5 separate regions of the Mus musculus genome follow, and regions 2, 3, 4 and 5 are each linked to region 1. A link is a contact called in public ChIA-PET and HiChIP or PLAC-seq data. All regions are on one chromosome and are shown on one strand. The core of a region is the stretch at or near the end of the contact, and the rest is flanking DNA. Distances in the headings are between cores, read along the strand shown.

The links. HiChIP or PLAC-seq counts read pairs in DNA pulled down with a chosen protein or histone mark. ChIA-PET counts read pairs in DNA pulled down with a chosen protein or histone mark.
Region 2: a contact with region 1 is called in a BATF HiChIP or PLAC-seq map of CD8 T cells, with 8 read pairs. The contact joins two enhancer-like sites. A contact is called at or near these places in 3 of 15 datasets of contacts at CTCF or cohesin (the NIH/3T3 cell line, large pre-B cells and pro-B cells), 5 of 484 Hi-C or Micro-C datasets (the G1E-ER4 cell line, bone marrow-derived macrophages, regulatory T cells and 1 more), 8 of 115 datasets of contacts at active chromatin or transcription factors (CD8 T cells, T-cell acute lymphoblastic leukemia, Th17 cells and 5 more) and 3 of 9 other capture datasets (adipose tissue, embryonic tail and liver).
Region 3: a contact with region 1 is called in an RNA polymerase II ChIA-PET map of memory CD8 T cells, with 54 read pairs. The contact joins the promoter of Rpa3 here to the enhancer-like site in region 1. A contact is called at or near these places in 4 of 484 Hi-C or Micro-C datasets (B cells, CD4 T cells, Th2 cells and 1 more), 18 of 115 datasets of contacts at active chromatin or transcription factors (the 230-238 cell line, the NIH/3T3 cell line, the SCID.adh cell line and 14 more) and 1 of 9 other capture datasets (liver).
Region 4: a CTCF HiChIP or PLAC-seq map of CD8 T cells shows a contact between it and region 1, with 5 read pairs. The contact joins two enhancer-like sites. A contact is called at or near these places in 3 of 15 datasets of contacts at CTCF or cohesin (CD8 T cells, the NIH/3T3 cell line and large pre-B cells), 6 of 484 Hi-C or Micro-C datasets (B cells, conventional dendritic cells, macrophages and 2 more), 6 of 115 datasets of contacts at active chromatin or transcription factors (the 230-238 cell line, CD8 T cells, bone marrow-derived macrophages and 3 more) and 1 of 9 other capture datasets (embryonic tail).
Region 5: a contact with region 1 is called in an RNA polymerase II ChIA-PET map of memory CD8 T cells, with 33 read pairs. The contact joins two enhancer-like sites. A contact is called at or near these places in 1 of 15 datasets of contacts at CTCF or cohesin (CD8 T cells), 6 of 115 datasets of contacts at active chromatin or transcription factors (CD8 T cells, bone marrow-derived macrophages, effector CD8 T cells and 2 more) and 2 of 9 other capture datasets (adipose tissue and liver).

The regions. Positions count from the first base shown.
Region 1 is chr6:8,483,472-8,487,716 of GRCm38.p6, reverse strand. No RefSeq gene overlaps it. Among named protein-coding and RNA genes, the nearest start is that of Gm26075, 16 kb to the left of the region's middle. Within about 2 kb of position 2,031, at least 60 of the 459 cell types and tissues checked have an H3K27ac peak or open chromatin away from gene starts, as enhancers often do. A contact at or near this core is called in B cells, CD8 T cells, the SCID.adh cell line and 7 more, where this site is marked.
Region 2 is chr6:8,730,553-8,734,797 of GRCm38.p6, reverse strand. The region is part of intron 6 of Ica1 (islet cell autoantigen 1); the gene reads left to right. Among named protein-coding and RNA genes, the nearest start is that of Ica1, 46 kb to the left of the region's middle. Within about 2 kb of position 2,122, at least 60 of the 459 cell types and tissues checked have an H3K27ac peak or open chromatin away from gene starts, as enhancers often do. A contact at or near this core is called in CD8 T cells, Th17 cells, memory CD8 T cells and 1 more, where this site is marked.
Region 3 is chr6:8,257,227-8,261,471 of GRCm38.p6, reverse strand. It overlaps Rpa3 (replication protein A3), which reads left to right and starts at 2,331. Exons shown (of 4, transcript NM_026632.4): 1 at 2,331-2,472; 2 at 3,711-3,785. The coding sequence starts at 2,374. It overlaps Umad1 (UMAP1-MVP12 associated (UMA) domain containing 1), which reads right to left and starts at 2,184. Exons shown (of 4, transcript NM_001302354.1): 1 at 1,979-2,184.
Region 4 is chr6:8,689,631-8,693,875 of GRCm38.p6, reverse strand. The region is part of intron 6 of Ica1 (islet cell autoantigen 1); the gene reads left to right. Among named protein-coding and RNA genes, the nearest start is that of Gm35621, 68 kb to the right of the region's middle. Within about 2 kb of position 2,430, at least 69 of the 459 cell types and tissues checked have an H3K27ac peak or open chromatin away from gene starts, as enhancers often do. A contact at or near this core is called in B cells and CD8 T cells, where this site is marked.
Region 5 is chr6:8,646,368-8,650,612 of GRCm38.p6, reverse strand. The region is part of intron 12 of Ica1 (islet cell autoantigen 1); the gene reads left to right. Among named protein-coding and RNA genes, the nearest start is that of Gm35621, 25 kb to the right of the region's middle. Within about 2 kb of position 1,827, at least 68 of the 459 cell types and tissues checked have an H3K27ac peak or open chromatin away from gene starts, as enhancers often do. A contact at or near this core is called in CD8 T cells, memory CD8 T cells and regulatory T cells, where this site is marked.

The sequences.
Region 1 (4,245 bases), core at 782-3,281:
AAATAGGATGACGCAGTTAGGAAACAGTTTGTAAGCCCACGCTGGTGTTATCGTTATTGTTCAAACATCAACACTGAGCATATTAAAGCAGGCCGCATTAAGTCCAGCGCTTTAGATGTGGAAGAGAGGGCTGCAGAGGAAACAGGCTGCATACCATTAACACACTGGTGTTCCCAAACAACTCTGCTTGCCTCCTGCGTGTGCTTGTACCACTCCTGCTCTTTCAAGGTAAAGGGCTTGTTCTGCCTCACTGGGAAGGAACTGCTCCCCGTTAGCGGAGGAGGTACCAGATAAAGCTGATGCCTGCCAATCGAGCCTCCGTAAACAGGATTAATAAGAGAAAAGATGTTGGCAGTTTTCTGAGGGCGTCCAGGGAGGCTTTTTTTTTTTTTCAACCAGACATTTATGTGGGCAGCGAACTATGATTTAAACAACTAACGAGAGTTATCAATGTGCCACCAAAACAAGGGCTGGCCTGACGAGACACGCATCAAGCGCTCCTGTCTCTAAGCACACACCAAACTCCCATTAGCTCAGCAAGTAAGGGACTCAAAGGCCCTGAGCTATGATACTCTCCGGGGCTCAAAAGCTCTGGCCTGCTTTCAGAAAGCTGGGATTCTACTACTTCTGTCAACAGAAACAGCAAAGGGATTTTCACGAGCGGTTGGAGTGAAAAAGAAATGAGACCAAATATTGAGAAACTGGTGGGCATTCACTGAAAAGCAACGAGCACGATTTATAAGGCCGAAGGGACTGCCTTCCAGAGGCAGATGAAAGAAGAGAGTCTCTCAGCATGTCCACCAGGGGCTAACCATCCAGGACTGGCTCGTAGGCCACGGCCAAGAGTACTTGAAGGGCATAAACAGCGTGGATGGAGGGAAGTTATTTAGTGTGGTCCGAGGGGACAGAGAAGGAGTGATGGAAATGAAACTCAACATGGAGACGATTAAGGTGGCAGAGCAGGTCACACGCTGTAATGGAGGGTCTATTATTGACTGTGCAGCGCTTGTCCCCTGGGGAGCCAGAATCCCTTTCTCTTGTACTATTTGCAATTGGAAAATGCACTAAAAAGTAGCCAGGCGTTCTGGGGAGGGCAAAACCACCATGTGCCCTCAGAGAACCACTGAGATGGTTTAATAGGCCTTTCCTATCTCAAATTTCTGTGCCGGACCTAGTGTACACAGGGCCCCGAGTTCCCACCACCCGAGCTGCGTCTTTGTTATTTATTATAAAGAGCCAGTGAAGAAATCATCACAGGAAACAATACCTGTGCTACAAAGAGGGAGAGGCCTACAGAGTCCCGATGCTTTCATGCGACTGACTAGGATTCCTTTCACATTGTGCCATAAGCATAAAGAAACATGTCTACCAACTGAGACCTGGGACAGCATGCTCCTATTGACCCCACTCTAAGGCAAAGGACAAGAGGCGTTATCACATTTGGATGTTGGCTTTGAAAATAAAAACAATCAAATAGATGGCTTTCTAATCTAGGAGAAAGACTTACAGTCTATCTTTTCCAAATTTCTTAGCCATGAAAAACAGTGAAGAAGCTATTACCGTGTAGAAACTCGGGCACTAAGGTGTTGAAGGCATGTATCCAACAGACAATTCTGTTTACAGCTGCAGCTGAAAAGAGCAACTGACACATCCTAAAACCTGTGGTGGCACAGGCACACACGTGGGATGATGGCTGCAACTGAAAGATGGAACTTGGAACCGTAAAGACAAGCACTAGCATCATCGTGATTGCAAGAAGGCACACAGCTGTGACCATCGCGGCCCCTCTCACCCAGAGGATGATGGAAGCAGGGTGGCGAACAAAAAACAAGGAGCAAGAGGCTAACAGGAGGGAGGGGCAGTGAGAGACAAAGCAAGAGAAGTTAGAGCTGGGGAAGCCCGCAGATGTCAGCTCTTCACAGGTGTGGGCTATCTCACTTCCTGATAAAATCAGGGTACTGTGGTAGGTACTAAGCGAAACTTGGCGTTCTAGAAGACTGAAGCTTCTACAAACAAATTCGGGGGTTGACCTACAGAGGACAGATATAGGTCAACCCTCATCCTGCTGCTCGCAGCAGCTGTGGCCAATGAGAGACACAGCTGCCTGGCACATTGAGTTAAGCTGCTGCTGAAATCAACAGAAGCCATTTCCTGCCTTTTTGCTGGCTTCTCTAGTCTGGTTAGGACCAGTTTAAGTACAAGCTGAGCACCGCCTTGCTAGAGTTCCTGGAACACTGTTGCGTGACTTCAGCTGATCACCTGCTCCTCTCTCGCTCACCTGAAAGATCTGTTTCTGTCTTCAAAAGGAGGCTTAAGACACAACAGTCCCTCATTACGCAGCATGCTAGCACAGATTTGTAGAACCAGGGAGAGTTTATCTATTTTTACTTCAAAATAATGGTTGGTAAAAAGGGGGAGTCTACACAAAGACCTATTTCCATAGAGGACAGAGCAAAAATTGTTAGGTGGCTGATTCGAGATTACCCAGAAAGCCCATGGTTAAGACAGAAGGAGAACGGAGCGAGTAGGTCTGGGAATCAGGAAATTATGAAATCAGACCCAAAGACTGAACCTCACTGGCCCACTAGGTTAATTAGCAGTTGGAGATGACAGCTCAGCAGCACATGTTCCTACAGGCTAGCTGATTAGTAGTCTGGCAGGAGATTTGACCCAAGTTGGTACTAGGTTGATTAGATAAGGCTGAGAAGAAATACTTTCCGATCACTTTCAGGAAAGAACTCTACTTCTCTGAGTGATGTAGTAAGAAAGCATTTGGGCACCTGTGGCTGCTGGCCACTGTTTGGAATCCTGAGAAAGAGCACTTCTGGGCTTCTAACTACATAAGGCAGTAACTGCCAGGACAGAAGCAATGACTCAGGGATAAAGTGCTTAGCGCGAGGCGTGAGGATCTGGGTTCAGACCTCCGGCTTTCATGTGAACGTTCCACTGCAGCACCTGGCTGACACTCGGGGATAGGCGTGTGGGAGGCAAGCAGTCAGACCCTGGGGTCTTGCTGACCAGGCATTCTGGCCAAGTGGCAATTTCTAGGTTCAGTAAAGAACCCGGTCTTAAAAAAAAAAAAAAAAAAAAAAGCAACAGAGGAAACACTGCTTGCTGCCTCTATGTGTCCTCCATCCCACATTACCAATTCATTTCCTTAGTCAGCTGGATTGGCTGACTGGTGGCTCTAAATTTTATAAGAATTTGTCACATTAGCCGGGCGTGGTGGCGCACGCCTTTAATCCCAGCACTCGGGAGGCAGAGGCAGGTGGATTTCTGAGTTCGAGGTCAGCCTGGTCTACAAAGTGAGGTCCAGGACAGCCAGGGCTATACAGAGAAACCCTGTCTCGAAAAACAAAAAACAAAAAACAAACAAAAAAAAAGAATTTGTCACATTCATTTTTTTTCTTCCTGGGGATTCTCATTTTGTTTTTGTCAGTTCCTATCAACAATTGTCAATATTTCAATATTTTTACTATTCTTATAGGGTTTTGTTTGTTTTGTTTTACTTTTCTCTTTATTTTGTGACAGGGTCTTTTTCTAAGAGCCCAGACCTTAAACTTACTATGTAGCAAAGACTGCCCTGAAATGCAGGTAGTAATTCTACTGTTTCAGACTTCCAAATGCTGGGACTCTAAGTACATGTATAAATGACTACCACCAGCTTAGGAATTCTGACAATGCTTGTCTTTACGTCTCCAAGATAGTTGCTGTGTTTTTCTTTTTCTTCTTATTCAGTAGAGAAAAAGTAATGATAGTCTAGTCTAACAAAATCTACCTCAAGGATGTATTACAATGCTGTTGTTGTTACTCATTCGCTAAAGTCTCTGTGTGTGTGTGTGTGTGTGTGTGTGTTTATAGGGCCTACAAGCCAAACACTAAGAATACTAAGCTTAAAAGAAGAGTGGATGGAGGTCAATCACTAGCTACAAAGCCACATAAATGGATCTGAGCAGCTGGGAGATGGCTCACACATAGGAAGGTACACAGTATATAAGACTTTTAATAGAATAATTAAAAGTTGAATTAGACTTAACCAGGAAATTCAGAGGAAGCTACTTGAGAAAGAAGTGTCCAGACTCTGAATGATAAAAAGGAGTTGGGTAGTTAGGGAAGACCGTAACAGGATGTGAGACGCATAAGAGCAAAGGCCCTGCTAAGGGGCAGACATAGGAAGCATGAAGGCCTTTGGAGAGTGTAAATTCAGATCAGATCCTAGAGAGGGGGAATTGATATAAAGTAAAC
Region 2 (4,245 bases), core at 873-3,372, 250 kb before region 1:
AGGGGCCAGAGGACCTCTCCTTAGATCACTTACCATCCCCATTGCATGTAGGTGACCTCCTGGTGCCTTGGAAATCAGCATATGTGATTGCTCAGGTAAAAACAAAAAGCAGGACTGTGTGGTTTGCTGCTGTCTCTGGAATGCTCTAAAATGCAAGTTTTCGGTTCTGCTACAGTGTATTTGCAAATTAACTCTACGTTAGCTTTAGAGTCCTGTGCAGGTGAGATCCCATCTTAAATAGAGTCTCTGTTTATCTCCCAGGAGTGTGTTACCTAAGTCACTGGCCTCAAAGACTCAAGGTGTGTCTGTAAGGCATTGTCTCCTCAGCTTTACCTCCTCCTCCCCAGTGCAGCTGATAAAGCCAGGACTTCACGTATTCTAGAGGAGACAAAGTTCTAATTTTTACTTTCATGGTTATGACCCCCTATTTGGAATTTTCAGAATGTGTCCATTCATTCATTTGCATAGTCAACAAATGATATTGAAGCCCAGTTACATGCCAGCTACCACAGAGGAGTGTAGCTCCTGTCTCGTGTGATCATTTGGGCATGAGACAAGTAAACAGGAGGCAGTGTGTTGAATGGTCATCTGAGTTGAAATAGTACTACAAATAAAAAATCTAGACAGGGCATCCCAGATGAGGCAGCACCCCTCCCCCCAACAATAACAAAGAATGAACAATAGTATGGTAGTTCTTGTTTGTCAACTTGACGTCTAGAATCACCTAGGAGCTGGTCTCTGGGCTGAGCCTGACAAGATAGTGTTATCTTAATTACATTCATTGATGTGGGGAGACCCATCTTAATTGTAGACTGAACCATTTCATGGCTTGGGTCCTGGAGTGAATGAAGAAAAGAGGGAGAGTTGAGAGAGCAGACGATTTTCTTCTGCCTGTGAGAGCAATATGACCAGCTACTTCAAGCTCCTGCCGCCTTGATTTGCTTTTATGATAGGCTGTGCCTTGAACAATAAGCTAAAAGAAACCCATCCGCCATACAGTTGCTTTTGTCAACAGAAAAGAAACCAAGACAAATAGAAAGGACCTGGACAGAGGGGTGGGAAACAGCAGTGGTTAGCTGAGGAGTCAATGTGGGCAAAGGCCCGAGGTAGAAGCAATAGAACTCCTAGAAGCAGCATCAAGTGATGTAAATGTAGAGACATAGGTGCCTAAGCAACATGGCCTGAGAGACAAGCAAGACTAGAGAAAGAGATATAGATACACAGACACACATGCACATGCGCGAATGCGTGTACGCGCGCACACGCAAACATATTCTAGGCCTTCTAGGATCTGTGAGTGATATATGGTGGGATTCTTAGACCTGTCTGACTCCATTTGAAAGTACAAAATACACACACACACACACACACACACACACACACACACACACACACACAAATCTGTAAGGAGGGAGTGGAAAAAGTGTTGAGAAAGGGATGGGTGTTACAAAATTTGTGTTCACAACTCAGTCAGATGTCATGTTAGAACAGGGAGCAGAAGAGTAGAAACCAAATAAAATATGGCACACCTGGGTCCTGGCAGGATGAAGACCAGAGAGAAACACAGTCTGACCTCTGGTAGACTCAGTAAAGCGTCACTTTGATTACAAAGCCAGAATAAACATAAATGAAAGTCAAATTGGAAGGGAATTTTCACCTCCAACATTGGGTTAATTTCCCCCCCTAGCATTTCTCAAATGTCTTGAAACCTTTTATACAGCACAGTCACGAGTGCGCAAGACAGAGCTGGTGAGTGAAAGTTTCACATAAAACAAAGCAAATGATCTGGCACTCTCTGAAGCCCAGGGGCTAGAGATGGCTCCGCACATCAACATTAGGAGTTGTGACTAAGTGTTCCTGTCAGAGAACTGAGGACACAGAGACCAAAGCTTGCTCCTAGCCCTCTGCAAGAGCCCTGCTAGTCATCTGCTCCTTGTCAAAATGACTCGGAGAAAAGAGATATATGGAGAGTCAGGGCCACATGGAGCAGCTCTCCAGGCTACCTCGTAGGAACCCAAGGGTGGATTTATGTAGGTGGGGCTGCTTGTCCCTGTACTGTAGGAGGCTCCTCCTCACATCATGGTTCACCCTAGTACCACGCGGTATTTTATGAGTGAGGTTAGTGTGTGATATATGTGCCCTTTGAAGGTAGAGTAAGAGGGTAGGATTTAAAAATAGAACCCAGCTTCTCATAGCAGATTACATCAGCTGAAGCTGAGAGCCCAGCAGAGCCTCTGAAGTCTGTGCCCTTGAGAGCCTCTGTGGTCAATTAAGTGTCTTGTTTTTCTTGAACGTCAGAAATGGGATGGGAGGTAATTATTCTAAATGGAATAAAAGCTAGCCTAGGTGTAAGAAAATAGTTCTGAAGCCTCTAAAGAGATAGCATGGAAATGTATATGTGGGCATTTGTAGGACTCAGCCTTTATAGTCAAGGGTGCAGGAACCACTGCCTTAACCTGAGCCATTTACTAAATAGTTTAATTAAATCCTGCAGCATTAGCTCAGTGTTTCATTACAGTAATTCAAAGGGATCTCTGAAAGGCATTCTGGGAACTGTGAGTGATACAGGGTGGGATTCTTAGGCCTGTCTGTCTCCGTTAGAAATACCATTAGGTTGTAGAGCCCTGTTAATCCACTGGTCATGTCATCAAAGGACACGGTACACTAAGGCTTATTAACAAGCATGGGCAGTCTACTAGGTAGGACCTTCCTTAGAGACACCAGTCTGTAGTGACCCTGTGTCCCAGTGGTGACAGTCTGAGTCAAAGAGTTTGTTCTACAACTGATAAACAGCAGTATTGGTAATAGATGTTTCATTTTTTTTTCCCCTGTGAACAAAGACTTGGGTTAATTAATTTGACAGTTTTATTAATTACTGCTGAAATCGTTGGTTCTTGTCAGAGGTCAGGCTCTTTCAGCAATTGAGGGCAGGTCCCCGGGGAGTCGAGCCTCTAAGTATTACAGGCTTGCTCCACTCCCCTTTCTCCTGGCCCTGTGATAGAGGCCTTCAGGGTATGCCTTGCATCTCCACTCTGTGGATAAAACCAGTTTGTACTTCCATTCAAAGCCTGAGTAGGTCTGAGCCCCACCAGCAGCCAGGGTTGACTGAATAGGTAATCTTTTGTTTGGTCTGTACAGTGGGCAGATGTTAAGTAAGCAGAACTTTAACCTTCCTGGGCTTTTCTTTGTTCCTGTTTAAAAAAAAAAAGGGGGGGGGGCGCGCGCCTGACTCCATTGTCTCTTCTGCCTCTGCTCATTGTACAATTCTACATATGGGTTGAGCCCTTTTATGAAGTGAGGTGAAAATTCTTTTTATAAAGTTAATGCTCTTTTAAAATGTATCTGTTTCATAGTTTGTAGTGTTTGTTGGTTCGTTTTGGTATGTGCCCGTGTTTGTTTGCTTTAGATGTCTGACTGGAGCAGTTGTTATTTGTGGGTCCCCCCAAGCACAGTGAATCTTGCTGCCAAAATGCCACAGGAAAAGCCTAAATTTTCACATGGTACAACTTGGAAGGGAACTCATAATTACGGGCTGGCTTTCGACTCTGGCTCTCCTAGGATGAGGCCTTTGGGCCTTGGTGTCTCTGTATTGGTTTTTCTCCCTCCCTGCTTGAGGGCTACACTAAGACTAGACTAACACCCTCAGAAGAGATACCGCTGGCAGAGCTGGCGGCTGCGGCCCCTGACTGCAAACAGGAAGGAGTATGGAGCCTGTGTCCTAGAGTCAAGCTCCCCACACTGCCTACACCATCTGGGGACACTTAAGCCTAAGTCTCATTTTTGCATCTACTAAATGCAATCAGGCTTCCTCTGTGTCATTATTTTTCTCTAGCTCATTAAGCTCTGAAATCGGTAAGCTCACCCGTGAAGATGACGTACTGCCACTGGGATGGGCGAGCACTTAACCTCAAAAGCATTATTGGCCTTCCTCCTCAAGGACATTCTCCTCTTGCTGAGTCCACTCACCTCCTTAGTTGGCTGGGGGAAAAATCAGGTGATTTCATTCATAGTTCTTGGTCAGAGGAGTCTTTGATGTTTGCAAGCTGGTAATACCCATTGCATACAGATATTATTGCTTTTATTATTGTTGTTGTTGAGGAAGAATTCATCAGGGGTAGAAGGGTATTGATATATACCTTTCTCCATGTGTTCTTTACTGCCTGTAGCTGATTTCACAATATCGTGGCAGAGTGGAGTGACCACAACAGAGGCTGGAGGCCTGCAAAGCCGATAGCACTCACTCTC
Region 3 (4,245 bases), core at 1,082-3,581, 230 kb after region 1:
GAATGTCCAGCTACCAATGAACAAATATGTATACATATACGTACACATATACACAATACATATACATATACACAATACATATACACAATGGAGTTGTATTCAGCTATACAGAAAAAAATGAGATTATGAATTTTACAAAAAAAATAAAGGGGCTGGAAAATATTATTATAGTGAATGAGGTAACCCAGGCCAAGGAAGACAAACATTGTGTCCTCTCTCACATATGGATCCTAGTTTTAAGGTTTTAGATTTGTGTGCTTACATTTGTGGTATCTTTAGAGGTCAGGAAGCTACAAAAGGCCAAAGATGGCTACAGAGAAATTTCAAGGAGTGTAAGAGATAGTAGAACATGTGAGCTATAAAAGTAGTTCATTGGAGGAGAATACTGGGGGGTGAAAGGCTTAAGTGGAGATGGGAACACGAGGTTGGGCTAACCAAGACTAAGGATGTATAAAGAGGTCTCAGGAAAACCTACTACTTTGTAAGCTAATTGAAAAGTTTAACTGGTTTTAAAAGGAAATTTAAATGGGAATACCCTGCATGGGAAAAGAATGCTTCCCCTAAAGGCATGAGCTACTAAACAAAAATCTCAGGGCTGAAAGGCTGTGATATACCTCCCTAGAGTTCTTGAGAAGGATGACCCAAAGGCACACAAACAACACGATTTTCTACAATGCTCCGAGCTGTCCACCACAACTAGATGGTAAGAACCTATGTCTGGAGACAGGGTACCATTTGCTTGCAGCACACAGATAAAGCAAACTAGACCTGAACTGGGAACTTACTTCTTGCTGGTTACTTTTCACTGAACTAAAAGGGTGCTATGCACCAGGGTAGAAAACGCAGTGCTATATCATGAATGCCTCAATACCGACTTGCCAGCACCCAAAGGAAATGCAGCCCACAACTAAGGAAAAAAATTTTAAACTTGTTTTAATCACAACAGAATTAAGACACACATATTAAATGTCACATGAACACTAAGGAGAGCTAACAATCGTTTAAATAGGGGAGATTGGATTTCACTCTTAAATAGATGGAACCAGATCTTTGTATTTTATTACTTAAGGCAGCAACAGCAGGCTACATTGGAACTGAATTATTGGAACTGAGTTATTAGCCCTGAATTTGAAGGTTAATAAGTCTTTGGCTTTAGAAAAATCCAGACACTGTTCCACATAATTATGAGACGCAATTAAAATTATGTTTTAATTTCTGCAACCTCTTTTGAAGGTATTTTTATGTGCGTTCATTTTGAAATTTCTCAGTACCAATCCCTTGCTGGTGAAATTACTAAAATCAACAGCCACCAGCATCCAGTCATTTTCTGAACCAGAAACACATCCGACAATTTTCTTCAAATCTTGGAATAAACTGTCTTTCAGACAGCCAGCTCTGAGTACTTCGGGGAACTAGATATAGTATTACAACCCAAAATTAGAGTTATCTAGCACCTTACAAAGCAGTCAACCCCTCATTTGCAGAAAGAGAAAATGTGACGCCAGTGGAGGAGCACTAGCTTGGGTCCAACAGCTGGTGAAGCCTGTCATCTCTAGTCCTTCCCGGGGGTCCTCCTCTACCGGAGCCCCAATGCACGCCAGCACCCAGGAGGTGAGGAAATGGACACCTCCACACCGCCAAGGCTAGCAAAAGGTCCAAGGTAAAGAGAGGGGCAGCACCTCTTGCTGCCAGTGGGTAAAGCAGGCAGGTCCGTTACACAACGTCTCCTAGCAACAACCTCCTGAGGGAGGGGTAAAGACTGACGATGGTTCTCTACAGGTAGAACTGGCTCAAAAATAAAAACCCCAAACCCCAGGTTAGGCACGCACCCGCGCCACCCGCGCAAAAGCTGGCAACTGTCAGTGCCCGCACCGCGGCATTCCGGGACCAGGAGCCCGACTCCGCCCACCACCCCGACGGTTCAGCCCTCGGGAGGAGAGAGGCGCGGAGATCCAGACACCTCCCGCAAGAAAGCTACCTGAGACTCCGCCGCAGCCCGCAGCTCGCCACCCACCACGGTCCTTCAGCTTACTTCCGGGGTCAAGTCGACGTTCGGCCGCTCCAGATCCCGGGTCCCAGGCCTCAGCCCCCGCCCCTCTAAGTCCCGCCTCCACTGCCCGCCGGGTTTCGGCCCCAGTGACTTCCGGAACGCCGCGCGTCACTAGGCAGTCTACCAGTACTTCCGGAAGCCTTGAGCCCCTCCGCCAGCCCGGTGCGAGCGAACCAGATGCTCCCGTGGATTTGATTGGTGGGTCTGGAGCGTACGTCTCCTCTGATTGGTGTTCGGGAAATCTGCCCGGGTTGGCGCGGCCGCCCGCTGGGCGTCAATCATTTTCTGCTTTCCTGCGGGTTGCGAGTGTTGGCGGCAGAATCATGGAGGACATAATGCAGCTCCCCAAAGCGCGCGTCAACGCCAGCATGTTACCACAGTATATCGACCGGCCCGTGTGCTTCGTGGGGAAGCTGGAAAAGGTGCATGCGGGTTCGGGCGAGAGGACGGGACCACGGCCACTCGGGAAGGACTGCGGGGTCGGGAGCTGAGGCTGGGAGCAGGTCACCTTTAAGCAGCATTGCCCTCCAGCTTGCTGTAGTTTTCACAAGAAGAGCTTGTGGAAACTGCTAAGCCATTGCAGCAACATTTTGGTGCCGCTTCTTTTATGTCCCCAAAACTGTTTGGAATGACCTTTTAGATCCAAGCGCTCCGCGCCCCCTTTCTTTATTTACCAGGAAGGTATTTACAAACCTGGCTCCTCTGTCTGTTGTTCGAGTTTTTGTTTTAGCCAGACTTAGCTTCTTGCTTCCCTGTCTTTTGCAGCCGTCTCTATTTATGGGCCTAGTTTTTCTACTTTGCAGTCGTCTCCCTATGAAACATTTCTTGATAGCCCCTCCCATATTCTATAGATACCTTGTATCTAGCCCAGTCTTAGATTGCAGCCTCGTCCTTCCTATAGGTAAAAATTAAGCCCAAAGGCCCAGAAATTGAGAGTGCCGAGGGAAAGAAAATCCTCTGTAAGGACTTACCTGCTAGGTCATTTCATTCACACATTTTCTAAGGGAAAAGAATTTCTAACTAAACAGGTAGGCTGACTGAGCTGCTCAAACCTCACATCGAGTGGCAGAGCTCAGTTTCAAGGGAAGTCTTCCTCAGATCTGGCAACCAGTTCTTTTAGATCATCGTTCTTAATTTTAAAAGAAAGTATTCTGAGCCGGGCGGTGGTGGCGCACGCCTTTAATCCCAGCACTCGGGAGGCAGAGGCAGGTGAATTTCTGAGTTCGAGCCCAGCCTGGTCTACAGAGTGAGTTCCAGGACAGCCAGGGCTATACTGAGAAACCCTGTCTCGAAAACAAACAAACAAACAACCCCTCAAAAAGAAGGTATTCTGTGAGATGTACTAAATCAAGAATGTTGGCAGAATTTCATTAGACAGTGAAAGCCTCGTTTAGTTTTAGTGTACCAAGTGTCTTTTGCAAATAAAAGAAACCACACAAAACACTAAGCAAATATTTGTTGTTTATTAGAAATTCAAAATTAACTGGGCTTACAATCATCTGATCAGGTAATAAGATTATAACTTGAACCAAATAAACTGTCCAAAACCCCTATTACTTTATATTCAACCAAATGAAACTTCAGGGAATCTTTTAAATATTCATTTCTGTAGATTCTGTTTTCTAAATCTATGGCTTTTTGTCTTGATTTCCTTTTTTAGATTCATCCCACTGGAAAAATGTTTATTCTTTCAGATGGAGAAGGAAAAAATGGAACCATTGAATTGATGGAGCCAGTATGTTTTAAGTGATATGCTCTCATATTTAATTTTTTGGGGTTTCTTATTATTTCTGATTTGGGGGTGGAAATGTGAAGATTACACTTGTATAACTTTAAAAATCAAATTCATGCTCTCATATTTTGTCTTATTTCCATTTCTAAACTTTAGTGATTCTTAGGGCTCCAACATTTCTGAAAGTGTCCCTTAAGTATTGGTTGGATAACAATTTTTATTCCTTAAAAAAAAAATCCAAAAAATACATGTGAAAAATTTTTTAAACTGCTTCTTCCATAATCACAAGCCTGGCCTTCAAGAGCTGGCCCCAGGTGTGTTCCTCCTGCTTCATACTAAGTGGCATTGCTAGTCAGTTTTATTTTCTATGTTTAATTTTCATATATATATATATATATATATATATATATATATATATATTCATGCATATTTTTATATTTCTAAATTTTTTAAAGTTTTATGT
Region 4 (4,245 bases), core at 1,181-3,680, 210 kb before region 1:
CTGGGAACCGAACCACCATTTAAAAAAAAAAAAAAAGGGGAGAGAGAAAGAGAGGGGGGAAAAGTTGCATCCATGGGAAAATGTATTTTGTATTCTCAACAACCAGCTGACAGATGACTGTGAGAAGGGCTGTCTTCTGGCTCCTCACAGCGGGAGGAGGAGAAGGACCCTGCTGTCCTGGGTTCTGGGTCCACCTCTACCATTGCATTTACTGTCAGGCCTCAACAAACCCTTTAATCCCTGTGGCTCTCACATCAGCCATTAAATAGGGTTGGTGTAAATAAGTCCCAAGCCTCTGTCTGGTATAATGACTTCAGTTGATCAGGCTCTACTCTCCTCTCTTTCTTCCTTTCATTCCTTCCTTTGTCCATCCATTCAGAGACCTTTTACTCAAAGCCCTCGCATTGTGCCAGATTCCGGGCTTAGTGTTGAGGATCCAGTCAGACAAGGCTGATGGCAGCCCTCAGTGGGCTCAGTGTTGGGTGGGAGAGACACATGTCTAAGCCAGTGCTTATGAACCAAGTGCTGTGATCGAGATGAGCAGCAGCTCCTGTGGCTGGCTCACTCTGGTTTTTATTTTAAGCATCTCCTCTCGGAGTTACGAACACGGATTCACCGAGAAGCAGAGCTTCTGCATCTGTCCTTATGGCTGTTTTGCTTAGGCCTCTGGCCCTCCTCCCTCTGTCACCGAGAAAGCAAATACAGGAGATCTTTCACCAAATTAAAAGTACGCCATCTCCTTCCCTGCCCTGGGAAGGCAGCACACAGTACATCTTCCTCTCCAGGGCACTTTCTTCTCCTAAGGAACTCAGGATTTTCTTTGGACTGATAGCTGGATTGGCAGAAACTCTAGTGTTCTTAGATATTGAAAAATACTCACCTGGGTGTGGTGTGTTTTATATCTGTAATCCCAGCACTTTAGAGGTAAAGCAAGAGGATTAAAGTGAGGTAGAGGCTAGCTTGGTGATGTGTTGAGGTATGTGTTATAGGAAATATTAAAAAATGAACCTGACATCTCTCAGCAGGGCCAGGCCAGGCTCCCTTACTCCTGCCACCGACAACAACTCTCTAGAGCTAGCCCCTGCGCCAGGTGATCTCACTCGCCTGGTCTCTTGGCCCACTAACTCAGCCCTTTGAGGCCACATAGCTTCCACCAGGCCATCTCTTGTCTCCCCTCCCCCCACCGCCCCCCTGAGTTCCTCTCAACACCTAATTACCCAGTAGAATCATTACTCTTAATGCTTAATTAGCCAATCAGATTTATGTATCAATAATAACACAATTTACAAGATGCCAATATAATAATTTCAGAGCCAAATGATAATGATAAAGCTTTAATTCAATTTTTCTAACCTTTTGATAACACGTCAGCCGCCATTCTGGTTCTCCCTCTCCACGACCTCCCTCTCTCTCTCTCTCTCTCTCTCTCTCTCTCTCTCTCTCCCCCCCCCCTCTCTCTCTGCTCTGCCTCCTTTCTCCTGTCCAATCACAAGCCTCCCACTGCCCTAATGTGATTGGACAGGGAACATCCTGCAACAGGGATGTCTCAGTGGGCCCATGCCAAGGCATCCCTTCCCCCTGAGGGACCAGCCAAGGAAGATGTAGTATAGAATAGAGTTTATTCACAGCAAGGGGAGGTAAGTTAAAAGGGTAGTAGAGACAGAGGGGGGGGAGAGAGAGAGAGAGAGAGAGAGAGAGAGAGAGAGAGAGAGAGAGAGAGAGAGAGAGAGAAAAGAAGAAGAAGAAGAAGGAGGAGGAGGAGGAGGAGGAGGAGGAGGAGGAGGAGGGGGGGGGAGGGGAGGGGAGAGGAGAGGAGAGGGAGAGGAGAGGGAGAGGAGGGGAGGGGAGAGGAGGGGAGAGGGAGAGGAAGGAGGAGAGAGGGAGGGAGAGGAGAGAGGGGAGGGGAGAGGAGAGGAGGGGGGGAGGAGAGGAGGAGGAGAGGAGAGGGAGGGGAGGGGAGGGAGAGGTCGGCCATGAGCACTTGGAGAGAGGGGGAAGGGAATGGGGAAGGGTGGCTTAAGGGTGAGAGGACAGGGAGCAAGAAGGGAAGCAGCCCCTTTTATAGTGGGTCAGGCCTACCTGGCTGTTGCCAGGTAACTGTGGGGTGGAGCTTAGACAGAGTGCTAACACTTGGGGCTACAATTTCAGGCCAGCCTAGGCTCCAGAGTGAAACCCTATCTCAGACAATAACAGCAAATTTCTGTGTCCCCAAATACCTCTAGGAACATATTGTCCATATTAATCTCTCTCTATTCTATGAAAAATGCCAGTTTCCTATACACACCCTTCACTCATTATTAAAAATAATACACCTATGGATGATTCTCACGGGTCTGTCTGTCATTTGGAGGTGACATAGCACAGTGGAGCAGCTATGAGTTCTGCCTCTGTGCCTCAGTGCCTGTTGATATTATGTCATTATGAAAGTTCCTGAACAAGGAAGTGGCCACAGGGGAGTGGTTTGGAGGAAGATAGCTTTGGTAGCCCCATGTATGGTGCTTTAAGACTGAAGAAGAGAAGTATGTAGGAGACACATTGCTGGTAGAGATAAAAAAAAAAAAAAGTAGGTGCAATGAAATGTATCATTATTGTTGCAAAATGGTCTAGCTTACATGACCATCAATACAAGTATTTGATGATTAGAACTGGAAATAATACCTCACTGAGTGGGTGAATGGGTGGGTGGATAGATAGAGAGATGAGAGATGGATAACTTTAGTCAGACCATTTGCTTTAATGTTCTATTTTAGTTTGTTCTGTGCTTTAATTAAATGTATGGTGAGTGTGGGTTCGTACACAAGAGCACAGGCCCCTCACAGGCCAGAAGAGGATGTTGAATTCCCTGGTGTCAGTTACTGGCAACTGTGAGCCACCTGATGTTGGTGCCTGGTGAACTCAGATCCACTGTAAGAGTAGTAAGCACACTTAACTGCTGAGCCCATCTCTCCAGCCCATCTGTTCAAGTCTCCAATTTTTTAAAAAAAAAACTAAAACAGAACTTTTAAAATATCCTTTTTCTGGTTTGTTTCCTTTTTTGTATCTTAAAAATATTTAGTATTTAGTCCAAAATAATGTTAAAGTAAGCTCACAGATTTCTTTCATCTCCCTTCAATGTGCCTGAAGTCCTAAGCACACAAGGTTTTAATCCACACTAGGTCATTAGATCCTATTTCAAGTGTGAATTATTCTTGCAGCACTCAATGTATTCAAGGGGGGGTTATTTATAAGTGGCCTGGGAAGTGAGAACGCTATCTTGTGACTTTAAACTGTAAGAGATTTCCCTGAGGAGTATGGTTAAAGTAACCCCCGACTTCCACACGTTTCTGTTGTAGTTCTTAACAAAACAACTAGTTGCATGAATTCAGCTGTTATTTTGAAATCAATAGTAGAGCCCTTTCTCTGTTGAGTACACTGTCTTATGATAGAGGGTTCAGCTGGAGCAGACAGCAGTATGTTTGCCTTCTCCCTGGTCCTCCTGGAGCCTGGAAATATATACGTCTGTAACCTAAAGGCCAACGTTGCTCTACAGAAATAGGATGAGGCGTGCATTTTTCTAGGAAAGAAAACATTCAAAGTGCACCTGAGCGCCTTGCAATTTAGGTCCTGCTTGTACCAACAGAATGTATAGTGGTTCTGACCTTGGTCGTAGCGATTAAAAGCCTATAGATTTCTGAATGCAGAGAATGCTAGAAAATTAACTAGCTCTTCTTATTTTATTTGTAAGGAGGACATCTTAATAAATACGAAAAACTTTGTTGGTGATACTATAGCAGATAATGAAAAATACAGTTTTGTAAATCTCTGAGTCATCACCTTCTGAGGCTGCTTTTTCAGTTCATCTTTGTGTTGTTTATACCCATGTCTCTAATGCCCTCATCAGTTTGAAATTTCCATGGAAGCAAGGATCCATGTCTTATGCATAGCTTGTAGATGCTTTTGACCTTTGTAGCTACCTGCACAGATAGGTGTGGCTGCCTCTTATGGTAGTAAGTGCAAGCCCTTGGGAATAAACCCACACAATAGCACCAAATACACCTTTGTGAGGAAGCTTCTCAAATAGGCTTGTCTCTTATTTATCTTATGTGGATGGTGGAAATTCAGAAAAGTTAATTTACCAAAGGCTGGAAAGCTTGGGAGCCTCTCATTTAAGCATAGAACCCAGATCTTTTAGGCCTCAAATGCCCTTTCTGCCCCAACACATTGCCACATCGGTTAATAACTACTAATTGGATATTTAAAACTGTA
Region 5 (4,245 bases), core at 578-3,077, 160 kb before region 1:
TACAGGTTGTCAGGCAGAAAGATGGCGTCACAGATCATCCTGATAAAGTGCACTCGCACATAAGCCACCCTATTCCTTCATCACTGACGTCCCACAGAGCCCTTCGGTGGGCCTGAGCGATGCTGTCCACTGTCTGCCTCTTCTGTGGGTTCATCCGAGCAGGTGGTATCAGCTCTGAAACCACAGCCACAACTATAAAGCTATTCTCAACACATGGAGAATGACTGAAGAAAGGAATGACCATTGATCTGTTCACTGTGAAATGCACACCCTTTCAAAACTGCCTCATGGGCTAAGGTCTGAAGTAAAATGCTGATCACAATTTGCAAAACACTAGAAAGAAGAAATAAAAGGCACTTAATCCAAGAACGGCCGATTTAATAGGACTTACGAGCTGTAACTGTAGCTCTGCATTCTTCTACTCAATGATAAGTGATGGATAACCAATATTTGGCCACACCGTTTAAAAATATTTTAATAACAAGTTAGTGGCATTTGGAGATTCTTGAAAGTGTCTCTGAAGTCACTGTATGACCACCTGTGACATGCAGCCTTCATTCACTAATTATAACATATATCAATCATTTTGCTCTTCAAGCTGGACACCCCCAACCCCTGCCAAAATAGCATAACACAGACAAAAAATGTGGTATAAAACAAGTGAAATTTTTATAAGTTAAATTTAACCTACATCTTATCAACAAACCTTTATGAAAAACCACAAGATCTTGGCTAATTAAGAAGCAAAACAAAACTATTTATTATCCATATTTCACAAGCATGTTTGTCTTCTTCTGCTACTGCTCGCCTTTCTATGTTGTGGCCAAGTGTACTGATGTCGGTTCAGCCAGCAGCCAGCAGAGCTCTAGGAGAGAACCTTTAGCCCAAAGCAATCATGTGCTATCATATGGCACCTAGTTTCTCCTGAGTCATTTAATGGTCACCTGCAGTCACCCTTAGAGTCAAATGAGAGATCTGTTTGCTTTGCCTCAGGACATACAGTGACCAAGTATTAAATTCCTTATCTGCTCATGTAAACTCTTCCTTCAGTGTGCTGGGATATACTGGTGACCTGGGTTACCCTATGAAATGACACCCTTTTCTTTACACATGTTAAACCAGAGCTCTACCACTGAGTCATCCGTCCCCTCCCCAGCCCAACAGTAACACTGAAGTGTGTCAGCAAACACCTGTAATCCCACCTTGGGGGGTAGAGGATTAGAGCCAGCACAACAAGTTTGAGCCAGCTCAGACCACATGAAACTTTGCTTAAAGAGACCAAGTAAATAATAAAACGAATGTTCTTAATCATGTAGTAGAATGCTCTGTATGAGATTGTTCCTATAGATTCTTAAAGATCTGTTCTAGCCCCAAGATTCATGGTTTATATCAAGAGAGATTGGAGTAGGGTTTTAGCAATCAGGTGTTTTTGTGTGTGCCTACTTGGGTCTCACATTCTTAGATCATTCTTTTGTTTTGTTTTGTTTTTTTTCCAGAGAGCACATACAGATCCTTATGCCACCCCCATGCCCACTCGGGCCCCTGCCAGTCAGAATTCTTATTTATTATTATTTTTAAGCCTGAGGGGGGTTTCTCAAAGCAGCCTTCTCGAATTCCAAACAAGAACACTTTGGTAACAGACCTGACAAGTGTCTCTCTGCTTGACATTTTTTTGTCAGGTGGTTTCCTAGCATCTCCCCCGCTGTCTTTGGGGTGCTAAGAGGATAGTGCTGGTGTTTGGGGTTTCATCTGCCCTGCAGGCCTGTGGCCTTTAAGATTAGTCATTATGTGGGGTGTGGGGAGTGGGGAGAAACCCAGAGAAGTGAGCCTTCCTGTTTCACACAAACGAAGGTAAATCATGTGACATTTATCTGCTCGCTGCCCTGTGCTCTCATTTTCTGTCTAAGTAGCAGTTTCCATCTTCTGTGCTTCTAATTTATGCTGAGGTCATGAAACTCAATATGATTTCAAGAGTACTATCTGAATGGGCTGTCACCCGTTTTCCACGCTCTGCCTGAGCTTGAGTTTCCTCTACACTGGAGCTTTTACAAGCTAGAACTCACCGGTTCAGGACCAGTTCTTCTAGGGAATGTTTTCCTAGGGCCCAGGCCTCTTGGTTCTGGGTGTTGAGCAAGGCAGGCCTATGGAGTGTTTCTGCCGTCTTGGACACTCTGCCTGTCTCTGCATGGTACTTCGAGGAGCCCTCTGGCCTTAGAAAGCCTCACCCTATGACAAAGCGTCTTCTGGAGTTTGTGTGTAAGGTCACAGTCCGTACTCTAGCAGCATACATAAAAATACCTCTCCTGGTTCTGAAGGAAAGGCCAGGTTACACATCAAGGAAGCGTGGACTTAGGAGTGAAAGCTCCCAAGCCAGACTCTCTGTAACTAAGAAGTCACATGACCTTGGACAGGTAATCTAACTTGGGTCTATTTTTCCTCCTCTGTAAAATAAGTTCCAGGAAATAGTTTGTAAGATCTTCTTGATTTAAAAATATGTGTGGTTTTGTTTTTGTTCTTTTCCATTGAAGAAAAAAAAAGTCCCCAGACAGGACAGCAGCATCAAACATGGCACCTTGGCTAAGCTCTGGGCTTCTCGGGAGGCAGTGTTGCTAGGTGGCCTCCCCCACTTCAGCTCTGGCTCAGCGTGAGGAGCTCCTGTGTGCCGCCATTGGCCACACCATTTACCCTGTAAAGCTGCTACTGTATACAGTGATGCTTAGCTGTCTGAAGAAGCATTTGTGAGGTTTGGAATAAGCAGTGATCTCACAGTTGGCCTCAGCAGAGGTGCAGGGTAGGAGGTCACCTCCTGGAGCTTCGGCTGCCTCACCAGTGTGCAGCACCACAAAGGATAAGATAAGAATTTGTGGTCAGGAGATGGAGAACTTGGATTGAAGGCAGGTATTTGGAGACTCTAAGCCAAAGAAAGTTGTGACTCCCCCACTCAGTAGCAGCCTTTATTTGTCTGCGTGGGTGGAGGCTCCAACAAGGCTTCTCCCAAAGGAGGACATTATCTCATCTCTTCAGGTTTTCTTTGTCTCACTTTGTCTCAAAGCCGATAACAAGAGCTCACTCACCCTCCAGAGCCCACTGACAGGCGCTACTTCACAAGTCGTGACTTGTCTGGTTACAGACCTGAACCTGGCCATTTCGACTTGTAATTAAGTTGCTCTCACAAGTTATGCATAGTAATTTCAGGCATCTTAATTATTGGTGTAATAATTGGGAGGTTTCTATGTTTTATGGTTCAAGTCAGTACCAGTTTCCTTGCTTTCAGCTACCTAAATAAGTTCCCTTTCCAGAGCACAGGTCATCCTGCAGCCTGCCTTAACTATTAAAGAGCCAGGGGTGGTGATTATTTTTTTAATTTGCAACTTTGTAATAATACATTTAAAAGTGAATAAATAAGCAGAATGCTAAATAGTAGGCCACACTTAATGGCACACCTCAGCAGAAGCAAGATCTGAGTTTATAACGGACTCCAGAGAGTGTTCTCTCACTTTTGTGACTACAGTGCTTGCGTTTGATAGGGTCTAGTGTTAGAATTCTTTGCTCATAAGGATAGAGTTCATGTTGGAACAGGTTAGGTTGAGACTTTTGCTTAAAATGCACCCATCCATGTAACTGAGGACGTTGAGGGCATTGGCTCAAGCAAGACTCATTCGGGAGCTGTCTCGGAGTGCCGTCTGCATTCCCTTCCCAGCTATTCTGCTTGTTTTCCTTTGTGTGTTGACTTTATTTTCACTAACAGCCTCAGATTTATAGCTTTGGATCCGAAACTCCCAAAGAAAGGATGGGTCTTTTTCCATCCAGTTTCCATATAGCAAGTACAGGAAAGCCTTCAGCATGTGACCTCCCCTCAGTCTGTTACTGTGGTGAGAGAGAGGCAGAGGCAGAGGCAGAGGCAGAGGCAGAGGCAGAGAGGCAGAGAGGCAGAGAGGCAGAGAGGCAGAGAGGCAGAGAGGCAGAGAGGCAGAGAGGCAGAGAGGCAGAGAGGCAGAGAGGCAGAGAGGCAGAGAGGCAGAGAGGCAGACAGAGACAGAATTTGAACCAGCCCAACCACATGCAGAGTGAAGGGTGATGAGGTCTCCTACAGGTATGCCACCAGGATCACAGAGAGAAAGTGCTTCTTAAGAGAAAAAGAAACTGCAGGAACTCAAAGAGATGCTAAGTTAGCGGAAGCCACTAGTGTCTCAATACTGTAGCATGAAGCCTAGACACTAAACAAGAAAGTTTTATCGTCTGCTT